4 separate regions of the Mus musculus genome follow, and all the other regions are linked to region 2. A link is a contact called in public ChIA-PET data. All regions are on one chromosome and are shown on one strand. The core of a region is the stretch at or near the end of the contact, and the rest is flanking DNA. Distances in the headings are between cores, read along the strand shown.

Region 1 (2,937 bases), core at 418-2,917, 450 kb after region 2:
TGCCAAAAGATAAATCTGTTTTTCATGTATATCTTTTCACACTTTGGACAGATAGATCTTTATATTATTGTCTATAAAGTAGTACCTTTCATTTGTCGTTAAGGAAATAAATTTAAGCTGGTGGTATTATCACACAACATTAATCCCAGTGCTCAGAAGGCAGAGGCAGGCAGATCTGAGTTCTAGGCTAGCCTGGTCTACAGAGAGAGTCCCAGGACAGCCAGTACTACACAGAGAAACTCTGTCTCAAAAAAAGGAAGAAAAGAAAAAAGGTTTATTAGACATAGTGCAGGGACAGCTGTCTAATAGGGAACTGAGTACTGCCCACCTGAACTCCCCTGTATCAGTATAGAAAGTGGCAAGCCTTGAAAGCTGCCTTGCCTTCACATGCAGGTCTGTTATGTTTAACAAGTGAACAGAAAGGTCCCGACTGTTTTACAGAGGTTAAGTGATAGTGTCCAGTTGTCCTTTTATGTTCTGTTACACTGTGACATGACTTTATAACTCATAAAAATTATGTTCATGAACCAAAGTAATATGGAGTATCAAAGTCACTATCAGAAGATAGTTATACAGAAGATGTTAGCTGGACATGCCTGTAACCTTAGCACTTGAGAGATGGAAACAGGAGGATCAAAAATTCGAGGCCAATTTGGACAGAATAAAACCCTGTTTTAAAAAAACAACTACCACAAAAAAAAAAAAAAAAAACACCATTTATTTTAAATTTACAATTTAAAGTTGCTTTTCTACCTAGGAAGATTTTATTAGGTAAAATACTGATGCACTAATTTTTTTAATTTGATTTGCTATTTTTTTAGATTTCTAATTAAGCTCAACTTTAAAAGTATGTTTAAAAAGAAACAATAAGTAAAGGTATAAAACTCCTGAAAGTGTACCTCTGGGGCTGGGAGACCGCTCAATTGAAAGCTTAAGGACTTGAGTTTAGATCCCCAGCACCCACCTAAAAGCCTGGGCATGGCGATTCACATCTGTAATCCTTGCACTGGGGAGGCAGAGACGGGCAGATTCCTAGAACTTACTGGCCAGCCAGTCTAGCCAACTCTGAGCTCCAGGTGCAATGCAAGACAGTGCTGGAAAATAAAGTGGGGAGTGATTGAGGAACACACACACACACTGCGGATCACAGAGACAATGGCAGCTATAAAAGAAAGAATAAGTTAGACTTCATCAAACCTGGGAGAAGCTATCCATCAGAAGAAAATGTTAGCAGCCATGGCCTGGGAAACTATTTGTAAAGCAACCTGCATCCAGATGTACAACTAATACCTGCAACTTAGTAATAAAAAAACCCAATGAGAAATGAGCTTGAAAGGACTCTTCAGAAAGAGATTTATATGGTCAGTACATACACAACAAAGTACTCAATATTGTTATTGATCACAGGAATGCAAATTAAGACTAGATATCCATACAGAGCCACAGTTGAAGAAAAGTGACATAGCAAAAGTGAGGCTGTAGAGCAGCCAGGGTGCTCAGGCACTGTTTACAGAAGTGCAGGAGCAGAGCTTTCAGACAAACAGTAACCTCTACCAGGTGGAGTGGGTAGTTCTGTGAGTTTGGGGAACTAGCTACTCATTAGCCACTGGCACAGCCAGCATGCACGACAATTCCATTTCCCCGCACTCCCTGCCCCCAGCTAAGCCAGTTCTCTTTTCTACCACAAGACCCAGCAGACAGCTGACTGCTTCTGACAGTCGGTTTGGCCTGTCTCAGGGTCTTCCATGAGTCAGGATGTGGCATCTTGCACTGCTGATGCTTAGTAAAAGATCTGAGATTCTTTGATGGTTATATGTTCCTTAGTAACTGTTACTCAAGTTTCCGTACCCATTTAAGACCTAAACACCTCAGAGCAGTCGTTTACCCTAACAACAATAACAAGGTGACCAGAATTAACTACATAGAAGTGTATGAGAACAGTTCTGGCAAATAGAAATGTCTTCTGTTGTGATAGAATTACAAAGATACAGTATTTTGTTAAGATTATACTCCTAATATTTAAATATATGTAAATTTTATTTGGAAGAATATTATTAAAGATAAAAACAAGCCAGGTGTGTTGGCACACAAATTTAATCCAGTACTCAGGGGCAGCAGCACATGGATCTTTGTGAGTTCTGGCTCATCTTTGTCTACATTATGAGTTCCAGGACATCCAAGGTGAGATAGTGAACCCTATCTCAAAACAGCACAAAATTTAAAGAGTAGCTAGCACCAGTGCTGTCCATTGGCAGAGAAAGAACACTGCCAAACTTACCCGGGGAAGTCAGGATTTCACTACTGCCAAAGCCAGATAAGGATGATGTTTGTGTGAGGACCGACCTGCATTTGCATGTGTGTGAAAGCTAGCATCATTGTGTGTGAAAGAGGATCATGAGAGTGGAGGAAGAGATCTTAAGGAAATGGAAAGAGAGGGCAGTGGAAGACCTGTGCTGAAAAGCAGAAAGGGAGAAAGAAAACAGCTAGAAGGGAGGGAGGGAGGGAGATGAACCCATGGCGACAAAGTGTGCTGGCACCAAGTATGAGAGGCTGTTAGGAGAAATCCACTGCTTGGTAAGATGGCATTAAAACTGAGTGCAGTGAAAACAAAGTTGAGCAGTGGTACTTTTCAAACTGGATACTGAGTTTGGGGCCTCGTACTATTCTGTTTACTTTGTTCCTATTTGGGATTTTCTTCTTTAAAAGTTCAGAGAATGCTCACTTAGCTCAAATATTTATGTGGCCAAGTGTCATGAGCGTGTTGGTTAATAAAATTATAACTGGTTAATTTCAAATGCTACTTTGAAAAATATAAAACCTCATAGTAACATGTAACACTTATTTTGGACAGCCATGAAGAACTGTACTCAGGCCGTCCTTACGGAGCCCTGGATTCAGGCTTCAATAGTGTGGATAGTGGTGATAAGAGATGGTCAG
Region 2 (3,412 bases), core at 141-2,640:
AGAGTGACTTCCAGGACAGCAAGGGCTACACAGAGAAACCCTGTCTCGAAAAACAACAACAACAACAACAAAAAAGTGACAAGAGAGGGTGCCTATGTTCATCAGATTGCACGTGGACTATACTCTTCAACACAGTCATTATTTTCCACAGACTGAGATGATTTCAAGTTGACTGATCCACAGATGCCCAGGGAAGTGACGGTGCATGCGATGTCCTGGTGTACGATCCTCAACAGAAACTTGAGTGACTACGTTTGGGAGGCCGTGCTCCCTCCCACTGCTCCCAACAGCCCCTGAGGGCAGGTGCTATGTCTCACAGAACATTAAAGGGACCCAGAGATGACTTGCCTAAGGTCACTGTCTTCAGGGTTGGCTATGACCCAGGCAGGATGATGGGTCTAGAGAATAATGTCCACCAACCAGTTGCCAGTCCCTGGCCCAGCAGTTGACCCTCCTCTCTGAGGTGAGTTGTGCAGAGACTTAGGCCAGATCTCTAACTGAGAAAGTTTGCTGACCTCTGACTGGGTGTCGGGTGCCTATTGTGGGGCAGATAGAAGACTGGGGTTGGGGCATAGTGAAAAGGAACCAGGAAGAAACAGAAAGACAGGCAGAGAACTAAGCTCACTCCTACGTGGATCTCCCAGGCGATGCTGGCACCTAGTCTGATAGGCTAAGAATCTGAGTTACAGGCAAGCTGTGAACACAAGAGGGTTATCACACGGTCTTCACACACGCCCCGGCACAGTGAACTGTGGAGAGCCAGCCCCCTTCCCTTACAGAGCAGCTAGCCTTCTAGATCCTTCTTCCAGGGGCCTCGTTAGCATCCCTTGGGGCTGTCTTCCTCACCTTTGGAAGTTCTGCCACCGATCTGTTCCTCTGCCTTTCCTCTGTTGTCACCCTTAAAGTTTAATAGCGGCTTCCAGGCTGGGCGTGAGAGGTGAACACTGGTTCAAGGAGAACTAACAAGGTGCTGCCTGTCACAAGGACCGGTGGTGGTGCCTGCCATCCCAGCATGGGGAGATAGGTGGAAACATCAAGAATCGGGAGTTCAAGACCAGATTCAGCTACATAGGAAGTTAGAGGCCAGCCTAGGCTACGTGAGACTGTCTTAACCTCCCCAAAGCCACCTCCAAGGGAGAGAACTAACAAACAGGTCGTGAGCATGATCTGTGCCCAGTGTGGATTACATTCGCAAACATAAAACAGAGGGGTGAAGGAAGGCAGTTAGGACCACCCAGACCAAGATGAGGCCAAGCTGAAGACGGGTTAGGGTGTGGGGGACAAGAGGATGGCTGGGTGAGCGTGAAGAGAAAACAGTGAAGTCAGCTCTCTGGCCCAGCCAAGCAGCCACAGGCAGGGTAAACACGGCAGAGGATGAAGGCGAGCGATTGCACACTGCTGGTTCTGGTTCCAGCAGGGCACCGGCAAGGCACAGCAGCTGCGCTTGTGGTTGGCTGTGGGTGAGAGGCGACTTCTGATACCCATTAAGAGAAACCTCAAAAAAACGTTCAGTTCCAGGAACTGTATTTCAGAGATTATCCCACTCTCTTTTTATTGATTTAAAAAGCACACACACACACACACACACACACACACCCTAAGCAAAGCTTTTCTAAAATCCCCTTGTATTCGCTTTAGTGCCTTGAAGCTAAGACAATGTGTGAAGTGGCTGTATATAACTCCCCAGCCTTTGCTGTGCCGTGGGACTGCTAAGAGACTTCTGAATTATAGAAACTAACCGAGAACCTGACCAATCTAAGGCCATGTAGCAGCCGGTAGCAGAGCTAAGGCAGGACCATCAAGCCTAAGACTGCGTCTTATTATCACAGCTCTGTCACACACAGCAACCCACACGCAAGCCCTTTTAATGGCTGCTGTTGCTGATCACAAAAATCTCTGAACTTACTAAATTGCTTTTGTTTTCAAATTAATGCTTTTGTATTTCTTATTACAGAAGCTGAACATGTCTTAGTTTTGGTTGTTGTTATCGCTGTTGTTATTTTTTTTTAAACTAATGTCTTATGATGTTGCCAAAATTAGCTTCAAACTCCTGGGTTCAAATAATCCTCCTGCCTCAGCTTCCTGAGCAACTGGGACTACAGAATATACCTCATTGCCCAGATATACTTTGAAAAAATTTTAGAGCATCAAAAACCGAAAGAGGAAAATTAAAATCTTTCGTAATCTTGTGATCAGAGATGAATCCTGTGAATATTTTAGGAACACTCCCTCAACCCCCTCATTTCTTCTTCCCTTTCCCTCCTCCTTGTAGCTTTATTGAGACAGGATCTTACAATGTTGCCTAGGCTGACCTCAAAGTCAAGACCCTCCTGTGTCAGTGCCAAGTACCTGGATTGCAAACATGTGCCACTACTCTGGAGGCTGCCTGTCTTCTTTCTATAAACATTTCTGACAACTGTTGCCTGCTCTTGCTTCTTCTTGTTATTTTGTTTACTGTTGCTGTTTTGTTTCTCTGTGTAGCCCTGTCTGTCCTCTGTAGACCAGGCTGGCCTCAAACTCAGAGATCCACCTGCCTCTGCTTCCCAAGTGCTGGGATTAACGGTGTGCACCACCACTGCCCGGCTACTTTTGTAAATTTTAGCCACCTTACTGAGCTTTATTGTTGCTTAAACTATATGCATTGGAAGTATACAGGAGGCTAGGGCTCCGTAGGCGAGCGCCTTCTGTGTGAGTCTGAGGCCCTGATTGGCACACCTGTGACCCCACTGCTGGAGGACAGAGACAAATGGATCAGGATTCCCCATCCAGCTATTCCAGCCAAAAGGGTGAGCTCCAGGTTCGGTGAGAGACAGTACCTTAAATAACAAGTTTACCTGTGAGATGGCTCACAGGTAAAGGTATTTGCCTTGAAAATCTGGCAATTTAGAGGAATATGGTGGCACACACCTTTAATCCCAGCACTTGAGAAGCAGAGGCAGGTACACCTTTGTAAGTTCGAGGCCAGCCTGGTCTACAGAGTGAGTTCCGGGACAGCCAGGACTACACAGAGAAACCCTATCTCAAACAAACAAACAAACAAACAAACAAACAAACAAACAAACCCCTGATACTTGAGCTCACTTCTCAGAACCCATGCAATAGTGGAAAGAGAGAAACGACCCTACTGGCCTCTACATGACTGTGGAGTGTGCTACCCTCTTCATAGTGTACATTATGCACATGCACACTATTTTTTTCCCCCAAAAGAAAAATAAGATGGGGAAGTGGTTGAAAAGGCATCCTGACTCTAACCCTTGATCTCTACAGATGTCCACCGCATTCATGCAGAAACTCTACACACACGTGTGCACATCATAATAACAAAGACAGTTAACATTTAAAATTTTTAAGCATTTAATTTAAATTAAAAAATATTACATTAAAAAAATATTGTCCAGTCTGAGTTGGGAAC
Region 3 (3,044 bases), core at 501-3,000, 350 kb before region 2:
CCTCCCTCCCTTCATCTGTTTTATCACATAAACTCTATCATTTAGCCATTTTCAGACCTGCAGTTCAGCATTGTTGACTACATTTTACTGTTCGACCAGACCATGCCTCCTTAAGAAGTCCAGGTTTTGTTTCTTTGGGTTTTGTTAGGTATTTTGGTCCGATCCCAATCCTGACTCCAGTCAATAGGGACTACGAAGGAGGCTGGCCCTGTTACAATCTTCTGTGTCACTGGCTTATATTAGACACAGTACAGAAGCTAGTTCCCCAAGAATCTATCCACGGACAGTTCTATCACTAAGGAGAAAGGGTTTGCCTCCTGCTTCACAAGTCAGGCCAGTGGAGATTGGCTTAGAAGCTAATGAGCTCCAGGACAGCCTGGTGGAGTGTGTACCATTGTCCAGAGTTCTCTCGAAGGACCAGTCAAATGAAGGCACCTTCTCTTGTGAGGCTGTTTGGTTTTGATTTTAACCTAAGTGTTGAGGTTTTTTGTTTTGTTTTGTTTTTTGTTTTTCTGGGCCCATGAGTCTATAACCCCCTCTAGGAACTCTGGGGCTCACATATAAAGCTCATAGGGGGTGTCCCCAGGCCTCAAACACCGTGAAAACTGTCCGTACCTCACGGTCAGTAGCAGAGAGAGACACTGGAAAGCCTTCCTTAGTCTGCTCCGATCCTAGTTACAGTGGGGCACGTGGTCATCGCCGCAGCGCAATGGTGAGCTAGCAACTGCAGGGAGAGCAGTGCTTTTCCCTGCCCAGCTCCTGAGTGCGAGCGAGCCTGTGGGTAGGTCCATGGATGTGTGTCTGTGCCTGCAGAGGCCGAGAGGACCACAGCAGAGCACTGAGCAGGAGTCAGGAGAGCCTGGCTCTAATCTCTCTCTCTGACACTTGGGTAGCTGTGGACCAAATAATACCCCAGCACAAGTTACCCAGGACAAAGGCTCTAGGAGAAGGGCTTTTGCTGTCTTCTGGATGTACACACACAGCTGACCCTGGGAAGATCCCGGTTAAGTAAGTGCGACTGTGGATGGATTTCCGTGTCTTTGCCTGTGTAATGGTGGGTCTCAATTTATGTTGATGGGCAAAGGAGTCGATGCAAACACCCGTATGCTGAGTGTTCACAGCGTCCTCTCATGACGTCCGGTCACTCAGACTAGGCAAGGAGCACTGACCACTGTGTAGATGAGGAAAAAAAAGGAGGCTCCGAAAAGTTCCCTAACCTGTTCACACTCTCCCTGAAAGAGCCAGGAATCAAACCATAGCTGGTTGTAAAGCCCTACGTGCCTCTCCCACATCACACACCTCCTCTCTCAGCTGTAAGAGTTCCTGAGACTTCCACCTACACCAAAGGTGTAGCCCCCCCCCCAAATCCAGCCCAGAGGCGGAGAGACTGGATACCACAACTTCACAATGAGCCTGAGCGCGGCGTGCGTGGGGTGGGGGAGCTGATGCCTAACCTCCCACCACCCAACCCGGTCCCAGCTCGCCCACCTCTTGTAGCCCGGCAATGCTCAACGAACCCACGCAAGAAATACTCACTGCTCCCGCAGGCCCAGGCGGCTCCGCGGGGCGCATCGTCTCCAGGGCCCCAGCCTCCTGGACAGCACTTGCCGCTGCTGCGCTGCCTACTCGCTCTGGGGCATCAGATTATTTTAGCACTTGCGGAAGGAACCAACGGAAACTGAAGTCACATGGAGAGCTCGCCTCTCAGCGACTCAGCACTCAGCCCGCGTCTTAGAAGGAACTGCCACCGCGGGGGGTGGGGTGGGGGTGGGGTTGGACGAGGATGCAGGTAGCACATGGCCCCTCACCAGCAGGGCTGTCACTCTACAGGTGCAGCCTGCCAAGCTCTGTTAGGTCGTCGCTAAGCATGCTCTTGTGGCTCCTGCTTTGATGGCACATGGGAACTAGGAGTCCTGGCTTGTGGTCTGCTGTTCCAGGAACTCTTCTACAGGCTTCTATCCAAGGGCCAGCTTGGGGCAGAATTCAGTGAAGGGCAACACAAATTTGTTTAATTGGAAAGGGGGACGAGTCCGCCATTTAGAAGGGTCATCCATCCAGTCGTCTGTTTTCATCTACTCAGTCAGTCCTTAACTAATCATCTTTTCTGGGCACCGTACTTCTTAAAAATTAAGAAAATAAATAAAGGGAAAAGGAAGTCGGCAATGGCAGCACGCACCTGTGATCCCAACCCTGGAGAGGTTGAAGCAGGAGGATCAGAGTACAAGGTCATCCCAGCCCAAAGAGCAGGTTTGGGGTTGCCCTGGGATTCGTGTGACCTGTCACACACACACAAAATAAACAAGAAGGACAAATGGAAGAAAAAGAAAGGTTTTTGTCTACTGGTTTTTAACTGACCCCGCGTTGCAGATAGTACCATAAACTTCTTGGCTCTATTGAGTACGGGTGTTCAACAGCGTTGTTTTGATAATGCTGTGTAGAAAGTTCACTGTCAACTGTGGCAGCATGCCTAGCTAGCGTCTGCACGGATCCAGACCTGACCTAGTCCCAGCTCTAAGATGGAGAAAAAGACATGAGCTCCCAGCCCCAACCATCCACAAAGGAAAAATCATCTCTCAAGGGAGTCTCACTGAGTATACAAACCACACCAAAGGGCGGCTCCATGCCCTGCAGCAGGAAGCAACGGGGATGAGGGCTGGGGGGGGGGGGTTCGTTCAAAAAACTATGTAAATTAATTATACAGCCTTTAAATTTTTTTTGAGATTAAAATATAATTTCTCCCTCCCCCTTCTCCCTCTAACATTCCTATATATCCCACCCTGTTCTCTTCCAAATTCATGGCCTCTTCCACTTTAACTGTTTTACATATATATGTAAACACACACACACACACATTTATTCACTTGTAAAGGTAACAATGATGGCACCATTGAAGAAGAAAACAAGTGTAGAGAAAATTGTGTCACACTAAGGTTTCTGACTCAAACTTTTTCCTTTGTGTCTACCAGTGTGTGGCTAACTCTTATCTCTAGCACCAAGCTTCTTTTCCAAGAAAGGGCTTGTATTCATATTTAAAACATTTATTT
Region 4 (3,060 bases), core at 430-2,929, 320 kb before region 2:
CAACTCATAGATCTTGTCCAGATACAACTAGATGTATTATGACAAATAACTCAGCAGGGATGTGAACAAAAGTTTCCGGGATTGTGTGTTATTTCCATTCAGTATGTTAAATTTACTAGGGCAGCTAAATTGTCAAAAGGTCTTTTTCAGTATATGTTACAGAATTGGATGGCTGAATTTGAACAGATCCTTCGGGAATTGAGACTTCAGGTCAACTCCACGCGCTTGGACCTGTCCCTGACCAAAGGATTACCCAATTGGATCTCCTCAGCATTTTCTTTCTTTAAAAAATGGGTGGGATTAATATTATTTGGAGATACACTTTGCTGTGGATTAGTGTTGCTTCTTTGATTGGTCTGTAAGCTTAAGGCCCAAACTAGGAGAGACAAGGTGGTTATTGCCCAGGCGCTTGCAGGACTAGAACATGGAGCTTCCCCTGATATATCTATGCTTAGGCAATAGGTCGCTGGCCACTCAGCTCTTATATCCCACGAGGCTAGTCTCATTGCACGGGATAGAGTGAGTGTGCTTCAGCAGCCCGAGAGAGTTGCAAGGCTAAGCACTGCAATGGAAAGGCTCTGCGGCATATATGAGCCTATTCTAGGGAGACATGTCATCTTTCATGAAGGTTCAGTGTCCTAGTTCCCTTCCCCCAGGCAAAACGACACGGGAACAGGTCAGGGTTGCTCTGGGTAAAAGCCTGTAAGCCTAAGAGCTAATCCTGTACATGGCTCCTTTACCTACACACTGGGGATTTGACCTCTATCTCCACTCTCATTAATATGGGTGGCCTATTTGCTCTTATTAAAAGGATAGGGGGAGATGTTGGGAGCCGCGCCCACATTCGCCGTTACAAGATGGCGCTGACAGCTGTGTTCTAAGTGGTAAACAAATAATCTGCGCATGTGCCAAGGGTATCTTATGACTACTTGTGCTCTGCCTTCCCCGTGACGTCAACTCGGCCGATGGGCTGCAGCCAATCAGGGAGTGACACGTCCGAGGCGAAGGAGAATGCTCCTTAAGAGGGACGGGGTTTCGTTTTCTCTCTCTCTTGCTTCTTGCTCTCTTGCTTCCTGCACCCTGGCTCCTGAAGATGTAAGAATAAAGCTTTGCCGCAGAAGATTCTGGTCTGTGGTGTTCTTCCTGGCCGGTCGTGAGAACGCGTCTAATAACAAGGGCCCTCAGATCTTTGTTCTCATTTCCTTCCTGCACAGCCCCCCTTCCTGACTCCCCTTCCGGTTTGTAAGTTTCGGAGAAACTCTTGCTTTCAAGGGGCTTCCTCAGGGGGTGAACTAGAAACAGGAGACTCCAGAGCTGTCCCACGGGACCACTGCAGGCAGACTACAGGGTAACACAAGGCCAAATGATCTTCAGGGGGAGCGGCAAAATCCCATCTCTGGAAATGTCAACTGCACCGAGGAGAAGGATCGTCCGGAGTGCACTGGAGCAAGGAGGAGGGTTTCACGACCCCTAAAGCCCTTTGTAACCCCAGATGCCATCCCCCAGATGAAAACAGTGAAGCCAGAGGTGGTGAGGAAATGGAGATGCCAAAAGAGAGGCAGATGGGGAGGGGGGTCCCCGCAGAGTTCTCTTCTGCTTTCCGGTTTCCCTGGAGGGCTGGCTCTAGCTTCTCTGCCTGCCTCTGTCAATTTCCATCAGTGTCCGATTTCACTTGATAAGGAAGCAGAGGGAGGGGGAGGGGGCCTCACCAGGCTCTGCAGGGAACAGTAATGGCCCTGAAGCAGAAACAGGTGCTCCCTTCCTCGATGTCAACGCTTCCGGCCCCATCCCGGGCCATACAATAACAGCGGGGAAATTAAATTTAACAGGAGAGAAAACACAAGCCTAATTAAAGCAAGGGTTGTTTTGAACTCTGCAAATATACCGTGTAAAGCGGACAAAGAACCCCGGCCAGCCTATTTCCGAGTTCCAGAGAAGAAAGAACAATACAGTCAGGTCAACAAGCCGGGGGCCCTAGGGCCCCGTTGTCCTGGACAGGATATAAAGATGAATAGCTTCTTTTCTTACCCTCAAAATACTCCCAGGCTCCAACTGCACCAGAAAGCTAAACAACAAATGATAAGGAAATGTGCACTATAAAACATGCTTCGATCTGCGTTACCAGAAGACGATATGGAATCTCCCTGGAAATTGCAAGTAAACAGACTATATCCCAGATCCGTCGCATTCTCCCAGGGTGGTTCAGAGGCAGCTTTACAGAGCCCTACAGAAACGGTCTAAAACCTGTGTCCCTCGTCCCTCTTTGGTTCAGTCTAGAGCCAGTTTTAAAAGTAGGTCTCCCTCCCTCTCTCCTCCCTGAGGCGTATTCTCTCTGTGTAGCCCTGGCTGTCCTGGAATTCATTCTGTAGACCAGGCTGGCCTAGAACTCAGAAATCTGCCTGCCTCTACCTCCAGTGTGCTGGAAATAGGGACGTGTACCACAACAGCCTAGCTAGAAATGGTTACACATGAAACCATCTTCCATTAGCGCCTTAGTCTAGTACCTCAGTCATGTGAGGGGTTGGGACTGTGTTGTTACAATTCATTCACAGACCAGAGGCTGAGGTTCAGAAAGGGCCAGTGACTTCCCTGAAATCCAGCAGGTAAAATCATGCAAGAGACTGGTGACTTAGGCACTCTCTTGAGAGATCGTATTCTCCACAAAGCCTCTGCTGTGACATTGGTGTGGAAAGGTTATTTAGGGTGCTGTGCCTGTAGGTTTTGGTGAAAAAAACCAGAAGGTCCTAGAATCACATTTTCCGGGGATCTTTGCAGAATTCTTCATTACCTCTGTTTTGATACCCAACTACGCATGTCCTGTTCCCAGGCAACTTCCCTGTGGCATCCATGTGTGTACAATGCTACATGCCTGACTGCAGGTAGAGTCCTTGCCCTCCTACCCTGTCAACCAAAGATCCAGCAAGTGAATGAGAAGCATGGAGACATGAGAAACAGAAGCCCTTGCCTTCCAGGTGGTTGGAGGTAAATATGATGGATCTAGGTGAAACGTGCTCGTTCATGCTGTGTCTCTAAGTTCCATGGAGACTGGATGGTAATTAT

Evidence for each region. ChIA-PET counts read pairs in DNA pulled down with a chosen protein or histone mark.
Region 1: a contact with region 2 is called in an RNA polymerase II ChIA-PET map of memory CD8 T cells, with 17 read pairs. The contact joins two enhancer-like sites. A contact is called at or near these places in 1 of 115 datasets of contacts at active chromatin or transcription factors (memory CD8 T cells) and 1 of 9 other capture datasets (liver).
Region 3: an RNA polymerase II ChIA-PET map of memory CD8 T cells shows a contact between it and region 2, with 36 read pairs. The contact joins the promoter of Nrros here to the enhancer-like site in region 2. A contact is called at or near these places in 3 of 39 promoter capture datasets (the C10 cell line, the HPC-7 cell line and pre-B cells) and 6 of 115 datasets of contacts at active chromatin or transcription factors (VIP interneurons, embryonic stem cells, memory CD8 T cells and 1 more).
Region 4: an RNA polymerase II ChIA-PET map of memory CD8 T cells shows a contact between it and region 2, with 13 read pairs. The contact joins two enhancer-like sites.

Annotation. Positions count from the first base shown.
Region 1 is chr16:32,971,029-32,973,965 of GRCm38.p6, forward strand. It overlaps Lrch3 (leucine-rich repeats and calponin homology (CH) domain containing 3), which reads left to right. Exons shown (of 21, transcript NM_001081255.1): 7 at 2,852-2,937. Among named protein-coding and RNA genes, the nearest start is that of Lrch3, 58 kb to the left of the region's middle. Within about 2 kb of position 1,668, at least 44 of the 459 cell types and tissues checked have an H3K27ac peak or open chromatin away from gene starts, as enhancers often do. A contact at or near this core is called in memory CD8 T cells, where this site is marked.
Region 2 is chr16:32,519,166-32,522,577 of GRCm38.p6, forward strand. No RefSeq gene overlaps it. Among named protein-coding and RNA genes, the nearest start is that of Zdhhc19, 25 kb to the left of the region's middle. Within about 2 kb of position 1,391, at least 108 of the 459 cell types and tissues checked have an H3K27ac peak or open chromatin away from gene starts, as enhancers often do. A contact at or near this core is called in the HPC-7 cell line, memory CD8 T cells, pre-B cells and 1 more, where this site is marked.
Region 3 is chr16:32,163,844-32,166,887 of GRCm38.p6, forward strand. Nrros (negative regulator of reactive oxygen species) reads right to left here and starts at 1,751. Exons shown (of 3, transcript NM_001347181.1): 1 at 1,537-1,751.
Region 4 is chr16:32,199,167-32,202,226 of GRCm38.p6, forward strand. No RefSeq gene overlaps it. Among named protein-coding and RNA genes, the nearest start is that of Bex6, 21 kb to the left of the region's middle. Within about 2 kb of position 1,680, at least 110 of the 459 cell types and tissues checked have an H3K27ac peak or open chromatin away from gene starts, as enhancers often do. A contact at or near this core is called in memory CD8 T cells, where this site is marked.